3 separate regions of the Mus musculus genome follow, and all the other regions are linked to region 3. Evidence: chromatin contacts called from public promoter capture Hi-C data. All regions are on one chromosome and are shown on one strand. The core of a region is the stretch at or near the end of the contact, and the rest is flanking DNA. Distances in the headings are between cores, read along the strand shown.

Region 1 (3,060 bases), core at 508-3,007, 130 kb before region 3:
TCTTTAAGTTTCGAGCTGTTGATTGCGAGTCTGTTAACAGTGATAGCAAAATTTGACTTTGAGCACAAAGCATGGGCAATCCAAAAATTGTATTCTGAGAAATACAATTTATTTTTGTGATTCCAAATGAAGAGATAAAAATCAAGTCAGGCCTTCTGAATAGTCACCATTCTTTCTGTTGAAGGCTGCATGCTTTTCCTGAAGTGCAGTGACATGTTCAGGTAGGAGCTGGAGGGCTGGTGTACAGGTTAAGAGTGCTGAGTTCAGTCCTCAGCACTCCAGCTAGGTGACTCCCAGCTACCTATAAGTCTAGTTCCAGGGGAATTTGACACTCTTTTCTGGCCTCCAAGGGCACCTGCATACATAGATACACACATAAATAAAGATGAAAATAAGCCCATTAAAAATACTAGATAACCTTTAACTCCAGCATTCGAGAGGCAGAGGCAGGAAGATCTCCAAGTCTGAGGCCAGCTTGGTCTATGCAGGGAGTTCCAGGATAGCTAGAGCTACACAGAGAAACCCTGTTTCAAAACCAACCAAACAAAACTAACAAAAACAAAATCCTAGGTACCAGAGAATTTAGAAAGAATATTGTCCTGTTGTTTCTGTTTTTTAAAGCTAATGTTTTCTCTCCCTTTAATGACAGTTAGTAGTAAGATAAAGTTCAGAAGTGATATTATTATTAGAATTTAGTAGCTCTGCATCTAGGCATGCAGTGAGGTGCTTAGAGCAATGAGCATCAGGAGTCAGAGAGCCACTGGCGATGATACAACCTAGTGATATTATTATTAGAATTTAGTAGCTCTGCATCTAGGCATGCAGTGAGGTGCTTAGAGCAATGAGCATCAGGAGTCAGAGAGCCACTGGCGATGATACAACCTAGTGATATTATTATTAGAATTTAGTAGCTCTGCATCTAGGCATGCAGTGAGGTGCTTAGAGCAATGAGCATCAGGAGTCAGAGAGCCACTGGCGATGATACAACCTAGTGATATTATTATTAGAATTTAGTAGCTCTGCATCTAGGCATGCAGTGAGGTGCTTAGAGCAATGAGCATCAGGAGTCAGAGAGCCACTGGCGATGATACAGCCTCAGATGATGCTGGTATGTTCAGTTAATCTTTGCTATGCTTGTTCTTCCTTCTGTGAAATCGTTTTGTTTCATGACCACTAGGTAGATGACCCAGGTAGACCAGTTGGATGTGATTTTTAGCCTGGCTTCACTATGTTGTACAATAATGTTCAGTGATAATTTGTCCTTCATCCTTTCTTTCCTGTCCCACCGAGTTGACTGATTATACTGCATATCATTTTTAGAACTGATTTTTGTGATGTTAAAGGGATCAAGGACACCACTAAATAACAGTTTTTGCTTTTAATTTATAGATAGCTGAGAGCTAGAGAAAAAGAATGGTGTGATTATTATTTTTTAAATATTTTTGTGTTTGAAATGAGTGGAAAAAGGAGAGGAGGCCTGCGCCTCTACCTTTCAATAGTTTTATTTATCATACCACAATAAATAAATATCCTTATGCTTTCTTACGATTCTCAGTAATGATGATAATGAACACCAAGTTAGATGTACTATTTAGAATGGCTAGGGCTAACCATGCTATGTGCACGTATCCAAGAGAACTGGAAAGACTGGTATTCACTCTAGAAACGCAGCTCATTTGTGCACACAGGCTCTGCAGTGTTAATCATAACAGTAGTGCATCTGGTTGAAGTGTAGTATCAAGGAAGTTAAGCCCTCTGAATCAATTCACTGTTTAAGAAGCCTGAAAGACATATTGTCCCTAGGGGAAGAAGTGGAAGTACTCTTACTTAACACAGCTCTAAAAGCAGCTGTTGTTTCCAGTATTTGTCTGATGCACAGGCCTTTGTACTGGTGTGCTGCCAGGGACCAGCCTGATTTGAGCCAATTGCCCACCACAGCCAATTTTATGTTACTCGTTACCGGTTTGATATCATCAAACCTGGAGCTGGGAGGGTTGTGGAAAATTATCATTTGTAGGGCTATGCAGGATGCTTAGCAGCAACTAGGGGAGGGGAAGTTGACACCCAGAGGGGAGGGAGTGAAAGGAGGGTGGGAGAAGAGGAGGGAGGGGACTGCTACAGAACTGTAAAGTAAATAAATAAATAAATAAAACAATGAAAAGAAAAAAAGAAAGCTCACAAAATCCCATCCTGTATTAAAGTCATTTTTATACAGTATAAAGATACTTGTTTTATTCCAAGGTTCTCGAGTATAATGAGTAATAATGGACATAGTCTTGATTCCTGAAAAAAAAAAACAAAAAACAAAAACAAAAGCAAGCAAACAAACAAAAACCCCAAAACCAAGAAACTTGAGGTAGACTTAACGAAAACAATAAGGAAGGTAGGAGTGGGTATGGCCACAGGACTGCACTTCCAGGACCCCAGAGGTTGAAGGGCATTCCTAGCTACTTTGTGAGTTTGAGACTAGCCTGTGTAGGAAACAAGGGAATGAACGTGAGGTGAGTGGGAGGCTTTTGTGGAGAGCTGTTGTGTGAAGGTGTCTCGTTTTTGTCTGAAACTGTGAAAATGAACGTAAGTGTGGCAAAATTCTTAAATAGAAGAAGTGGTTTAAATCCTGGTATTAAACCTCAGAGGGATAGCTGCCAAATTAAGTGGAATGCAGAGAAATCAGAATCATCGTTAATCCCAGTACTGATAAGACCAGGGAGGCGGATCTCTGAGTTTGAGGCCTTCCTAGGGTACAGAGTGAGTCCCTAGGACAGCCAGTGCTAAATAGTTGGACCGTGTCTGCTGCGGGGGGGGCGGGGGGCGGTGGGGGGATCACCGTCTGAAAGTCCCAACAGTAGAGGGTTTGCGTGGTAAAGGGCAAGGCAGAGTCCTTGGGTGGAGGGCAGAGCTGCAAGGCTGCTTCTCACTTCTTCCACAGGTGCTTGTCTATTTCTTCTTTTCCTGTAATTTGTTTATGTTGTGTTTTTTAGTTTTCAGAACTTTTTTTGTGGTAGCAAGTCATTATTAATGTGACTAGCAGTATGAAATTCATCATTCGTAGAATTTATT
Region 2 (2,843 bases), core at 154-2,653, 160 kb before region 3:
TTGTTTTTGCAATGTTCAAGTATGCGCAACAGTTCTAGCATGAGGTAAAAATAACTGAGATTTCTATGAACACATATGTTACAGATGATCCAGAGTACAGACCTGGCTGTTGATTTATAGTCATGGCTGGATAATGCTCTTCTCTTCACATACGTACTGAAAACACCCATGCACATATTTGTCCCTCCCAGAGTGTGCTTCCGTGACTGTATTCATGACTGGAGAAAGCGACCTCTACCCTCAGGCAGTTTGCCCTTAACTAGGAGATTTAAAAAAAATCACAACTTGATTTTTTTCTCTTTGCTATTTATATGGTTACCAAATGATATCACAAGCCCCAAATACTAATAGGTTCCCAAATGAATTTTTTAAAAATGCTAAAATCCCTTTATAATTTGTCCAGTGTCGTTGACCATGAGAAAGAGTGTGACATCTATCTGTGCAGTCATGGAATTGCTTCTCCCTGGAGTATTTTACCCATGTGCTTTCTCCTTAAGGCATGCTGCAGACTCCCTGCACGTTACAGACCCGGGGAGGAAGCTGAACTCTAGTCCTCTTGGCCATTCTATACATTGAAATCAAAAACAAACACAAACGTACAGAATTGTGAAGAGTTGACCCCAACAAACTGACAACAGGACCCTTGCCTACAGTGAGAGGGGCTCATATTCAATGGCGAAAGTGAGAGTGCTGGGTTGTCTTCCAATTGTAAGTGAATTTAACAAGGGGGTGAGCTGGTTGCAGCTTTAAGGGCCTGTAACTCTATATCCAGCTGTGTGTCTGTTGTCTTACAAAATGTGGATGGCAGGACACATGAGTCATAGTATATTATTTAAAAAGTTAAATTAACCTGTATTGGTGTGAGACCCTGAGGCAGTTTTCGGTGGCCCAGCCCAGGCCTTCTGCCCTTAGCATTTTGAGCCATATTTCCAGAGCCACACTGCGCTCTCTCTAGGCCACCCTGGACTCACTAAGTCTGCATAGGTCTAGACACTTCCTGTGCTGCTTTCACCATAGGCTCTTCTGGTCGTTCAGAGGCTTCTGGAGTCTTTCTGAGTATTCGTTGAGCCACATGGAACGTCCAAACTTCCATTGTTTTAAACACAGCCCATTGACTTGGGAGTTCATCCAGGGCCTAACTCATGCTGGTGTAGGTGTCCCTCACCAGGGAGATGGCCAAGTAGGCCTCTCAGGGAGTGGCTCTCCAGTGGGAACCCTTGTGATATCCGAGGACCTTTTTGGCAATATGAGGACACTACAGTGGCATACTGTACTGCCTGTGAGATAGGTAGACAAACCCAAAATGAAACAAGTTGCTGCTTTTGCCCGGGAATAGGCACAGTATACTGGTGAACACATGCTTAGGCGAGTCTGGTAGGACGGATCATCTAAGCTGTCAGTGGCTTTGTGAAGCTCCGCCCAAGGGGAAGGCCCACACTCCTTCCTGCTGCTGCCCTGGATGGTCTCTTAGCCATGACCTCTGGCCGCCCTTCTCTCTTCCTGATTACAGCTTCCTGGTGTCCTGTTTTTTTTTGCTCTCACAGGCCTTTGCTTCTGTTGTAGCTGCACTCTAGGGTGCCTCCCCTTTCACTACAGGTAATGGCTCCATGTGATGGATTTATCACTCTGCACGGCACTAACTTCCCTACTTCTGACTTGCAGTTATTTAAATTCTGTTGTTCCTACAAACTTGTAAGTTCAGAGTGATATAGGACCAAGATACGTGGCTAGTAAACCATTCAGTGAGTGGATGAATGAATGTTTGAATAGTACCACACTTGAAAGGGGCCAGAGCTGAGCATGTTGATGGCAGTGTGTAACCACTCTGTCAGGCAGCTTCCTTTCCAATGGATTCACCATTCCTGTAAAGACACCATTCTCTACTGGTGTAGATGGTTTCAGCGGTCTGCACATGATAGTGTCTCTTCATCAGTCTTATTTATCTCCCTTGTAGGTATCAGTATCAATTTCAGGGTGAGTTGAAGAAGCAGTTTCAGATAAAGGAGAGATGAGGAGACAGAGCTTTGTGCTAAAGGGGAAGAGCCAAGGGGGTCAAGGCACTGTCTTTTGTCCTAAGCCTCATTAACATTAATTTATCACAATGCAGGTTAGTTCTCAGCATGTCACAGGAGTAGCTCCTCAGATAATGTTGTGGCTATTGATCAATTAAAAAGGCATTATGTCTTGGGTGGGTATATCCTGGGACTTGGAGCTTTCAGCTTTCCCAGGTAATCCTGTTATGTACCTAACTTTGAGAATCACTAATATCAGTATCTAGGTAGATCAAAGTTACTCATGTTAACATTTCCAGTGTGATTCAGTATTTCCTGTCTTGGTAATTTAATACTTTTTAGCAATTTTATGATTTTTATGTACATAAAATTAGCACTTGTACTTTGTTCAAATTTATCATTGTGATATTTAATATATAACTTTTTGGCAAATGACCTTGTATGACCTCGTTCCCCACCCCCCAGCCCCACCCCTCTTCAGCTATCACAGAGAAACAGCTGACAATCCTTCATATTGGAGGAAGCTGGGAGGAAACCATTTTTCAGATAGTGTGCCTATAACGTACCAATTTAGAACTTCTCCTTGCTTTCCATTGCTGCCTTGTCTGTTTTCCAACTCTCCAGCCTCTTGCTTACCAGGGCCAGGAGGAAGAGCCCCGTAGCCCCCGAAGAACTTCCAGAAAGCTCTTTGTTATTTTCTGATTTCCTTTGTAACTATGCATGGCACCTTTGTTATAAGTGAGCTGGCTAAGGTGACAAGTGAAGGGACTTTGGGGTCCTTTATAGTCATTTTGCCTACCCCCTCCCCCCAGCATCATCTCCAGCATTCCC
Region 3 (3,076 bases), core at 397-2,896:
AGGACCAAAGTTGGATCAGGACCAAACTGGGAGTCAAGAAGGGGAGAGCAGTTAGAAAGGTACTGGGCAGTTTCATTCTGTAGAGCAGAGGTTGCCAAATGAGGGTTCCAGATTAGCATCCTCAGTACCATCACAGCTTTGAGCCCACTCAGCATCCTCAGAACCAACAAAGCTTTGAGCCCACTCAGCATGCCTCCTTAAAAGAGGCTGTGGGGATGGACCACTTAGATTTTAACAAAGCCCTCATAGAACGCCACTGCACACTCAAGTATGAGAACAATGGTGTGGAACTAGGTCGAGAGCTTCTACTTCATCCTCATTGCTGTGTGCAAGATTATTTTCAACGTAGACTGACATGCTCTGATTTATGTTTTGGAGACAGCTCTTTTGGTAGCTGTTTAAAGAATTGTTTATAATGTGTGATATTAGTCAGTGTTCCAACATTATAAAATGTCCATATAATGAACTGATAACTGGTAAACTGCCCACTCTCTAATTCACACTCTCGGGAGACTAAGGCTATATAGCAAGTACTAGGCCAACCTGTGCTATGAGCATGATCCCATCTCAAAACTTGCTAGGTTGGCAAGCAGTAATGGAACAGTGTGGTAGACATTAGCTTACAGCTCTGGGTTCTGTCTGTCACACCACTAGAGTGATGAAGGAAGGGAGGCAGGAAGAGGAAGCAGGGAGGACACAATTCACTTTAGTTCCAATTTTCGAGGGTCCAGTGCCAGGTCAGGTGAACCCTAAAGTTTGGGCCTAAAATGGCAGTGATAAGGAGCACCTGTTAGAGCTGGCACACCCCAGCGACCCAAAGGCATCCCGTCAAGACCCACCTCTTAAAGTTCCATCAGTACTCATTAGTGTTACCATGGAGATATTCAAATTCTAAACCATAACAGAGGACCCTACAGGTTTGGGAGCACCAGGACTTCAAGGAAGGTAAGTTTGAATCCTTGTCCTTCCTCTGCCCCCTCTATATCCTCAGATTGTGTGTGTGTCTGTGTGTCTGTGTGTCTCTGTGTCTGTGTGTCTGTGTGTCTCTCTGTGTCTGTGTGTTTTGAGACATGTCCATGCTAAGTTGTCCTGGTCTGGCCTCAATGTTCTGCTTAGAAGTTGTTGCACCGGAGTCAACACCTGTTGCCTGTCTCAACACCTGTTGTTACACCTGACTGAACACCTGTTGTTACACCTGACTCAACACCTGTTGTTACACCTGACTCAACACCTGTTGTTACATCTGTTCTCAGTACCCCAAGGAAGTGAGAGCTATAAACGTGTGCTACCATATCAGGCTCTAGGGCTTGACATTCTGACATTGCCACATCCTTTGAACTCAGACAATGTTTTGATCATCACTGTGGTAGAAAATAGGGAATGTGAAGGAAGAAGGTCTGAAAAGAAATGGTTCTTTATCCAGTGATTTAGATTTTTGTGCCAATCTTCCTTCAACCATGTTTCCTGTCTTCCCATTCACTTGACTTCTGCCTCCTATAATAAAGGTTGTGCCAGGCATTTGGGCATTACGTCATTTGGCACAAACTCTGAAACGACTCAGAAATGCAAGTGCTAATGTCTGCCAGACTCTTGTAAAAACACCCAGGTCCTTCCTCAGAACAGCCTTTAAAATAACAGCATTGATAATGTTATCTGGCCTTCCCTGCCCACGGAGCTGGCTCCTTGTCATCCAAGCATGTGATAGTTAAAGAAAGACTCCTGTGGTTTGGAAAGTTCTGGCAAATAAGCGGCCATGAACACAATAGATTTGGTAAGAGCCATAACCCTGACATTTACAAGTTAAGACCTTGAACAGCTCCATCTGCCAGGTCACTGGTTTCACCTGAAACACAAACAACAAATGGACCCCAGAGGGCCCTAGTCCTGCAGGATAGGCACCCAGTATGCGTATGTAGCTCTTCATCTAGAAGATTCTACCACACTGACACACTGTTAGTTTTCTTGTGTTCCGAGAAAAATGTTCAGGCAAGCGGTCGGTGAGCACCGCAAAGGGCACACACAGGTAAGGGCTGTTCCTGATCGTGCCTTGCCGACACTCTGCAGACTCCTACTAACCAACCTCTTAGCTTCCCACTCCTTTGGCTCGATCAGTTGCCTTTCTCAGTGTGAGAGGTTGATTGACGGACGCCCAGGGCAACTCTGGGTTGTGCAGCACAGCTCTTGCTGCATGGGAACCTCTTTACTCGTAGGTGAGATTATAAGAGTGATTTCAAGACCTAGAGTTTCCAGCCCCTCTTTCAAGTCCCCAAGGTCTAGTTGTATATGAGCCAGAGATGGGAGGAGACACTCAGGATTGGGGCAGGATAATGAATGTGTATAATAATATCAAATGAGAGAGCTAGGGCAGAATGGTGTTACATGTTCCGGGATCCTAGCATTGGAAGGAAGAGGGCATGTAAAACTGCAGAAATGAACAGAGATGGTTTCTCTGAGGTAGAATCACTGTCCTCAGGATGGCAGTGTGTCTGGTTTGCCTCCTCAGGTATGTTGATGAAGTCTGAAAGGGAAGGAAGGGAGGTGTTACGAGTGTAAAAGTAAGGGAGTTTTAAAAACAGTCTGGGTTATTGATATTAATCTCATCATTTTTTTCTGTTTAGCATACCACTACATGGATTAGTGACCCAAGACAGTAAACATTTACACACAAACCACGGATTTGCACACATTATTACCAAAACAAAACCAAGCAGTTAAGGAAAAAAGAGATTCACTCAGAGTTATAAAAATATTCTCCCAGAACAATATGTTTTATAGAAACGAACTTACTCAGTGAAACTGCCAATAATTACATGAAATGGCTAGTATAGTCTGTTCTAATTTTTTTCATTCATTAGTATCTTCAAGCTTTCTTTTTTTTAGCACATTTTTAATTAGATATTTTCTTTATATATATTTCAAATTTCAAATGCTATCCCGAAAGTTCCCTATATACCCCCCCCCCCGCCCTGCTCCCCTACCCATTCACTCCTGCTTCTTGACCCTGGCATTCCCCTGTACTGGGGCATATAAAGTTTGCAATACCAAGGGCCTCTCTTCCCAATGATGGCCGACTAGG

What was found. Capture Hi-C pulls out chosen DNA fragments and counts their contacts.
Region 1: a contact with region 3 is called in a promoter capture Hi-C map of adipose tissue. The contact joins two enhancer-like sites. A contact is called at or near these places in 1 of 15 datasets of contacts at CTCF or cohesin (the NIH/3T3 cell line), 1 of 115 datasets of contacts at active chromatin or transcription factors (vascular smooth muscle cells) and 3 of 9 other capture datasets (adipose tissue, liver and pancreatic islet).
Region 2: a promoter capture Hi-C map of adipose tissue shows a contact between it and region 3. The contact joins two enhancer-like sites. A contact is called at or near these places in 2 of 484 Hi-C or Micro-C datasets (the HL-1 cell line and embryonic stem cells) and 3 of 9 other capture datasets (adipose tissue, embryonic stem cells and liver).

Annotation. Positions count from the first base shown.
Region 1 is chr2:135,758,029-135,761,088 of GRCm38.p6, forward strand. The region is part of intron 2 of Plcb4 (phospholipase C, beta 4); the gene reads left to right. Among named protein-coding and RNA genes, the nearest start is that of Gm14210, 53 kb to the right of the region's middle. Within about 2 kb of position 1,758, at least 9 of the 459 cell types and tissues checked have an H3K27ac peak or open chromatin away from gene starts, as enhancers often do. A contact at or near this core is called in adipose tissue, where this site is marked.
Region 2 is chr2:135,730,303-135,733,145 of GRCm38.p6, forward strand. The region is part of intron 1 of Plcb4 (phospholipase C, beta 4); the gene reads left to right. Among named protein-coding and RNA genes, the nearest start is that of Plcb4, 72 kb to the left of the region's middle. Within about 2 kb of position 1,404, at least 53 of the 459 cell types and tissues checked have an H3K27ac peak or open chromatin away from gene starts, as enhancers often do. A contact at or near this core is called in adipose tissue, where this site is marked.
Region 3 is chr2:135,886,820-135,889,895 of GRCm38.p6, forward strand. All of the region lies in intron 4 of Plcb4 (phospholipase C, beta 4), which reads left to right. Among named protein-coding and RNA genes, the nearest start is that of Gm14210, 75 kb to the left of the region's middle. Within about 2 kb of position 1,647, at least 19 of the 459 cell types and tissues checked have an H3K27ac peak or open chromatin away from gene starts, as enhancers often do. A contact at or near this core is called in adipose tissue, where this site is marked.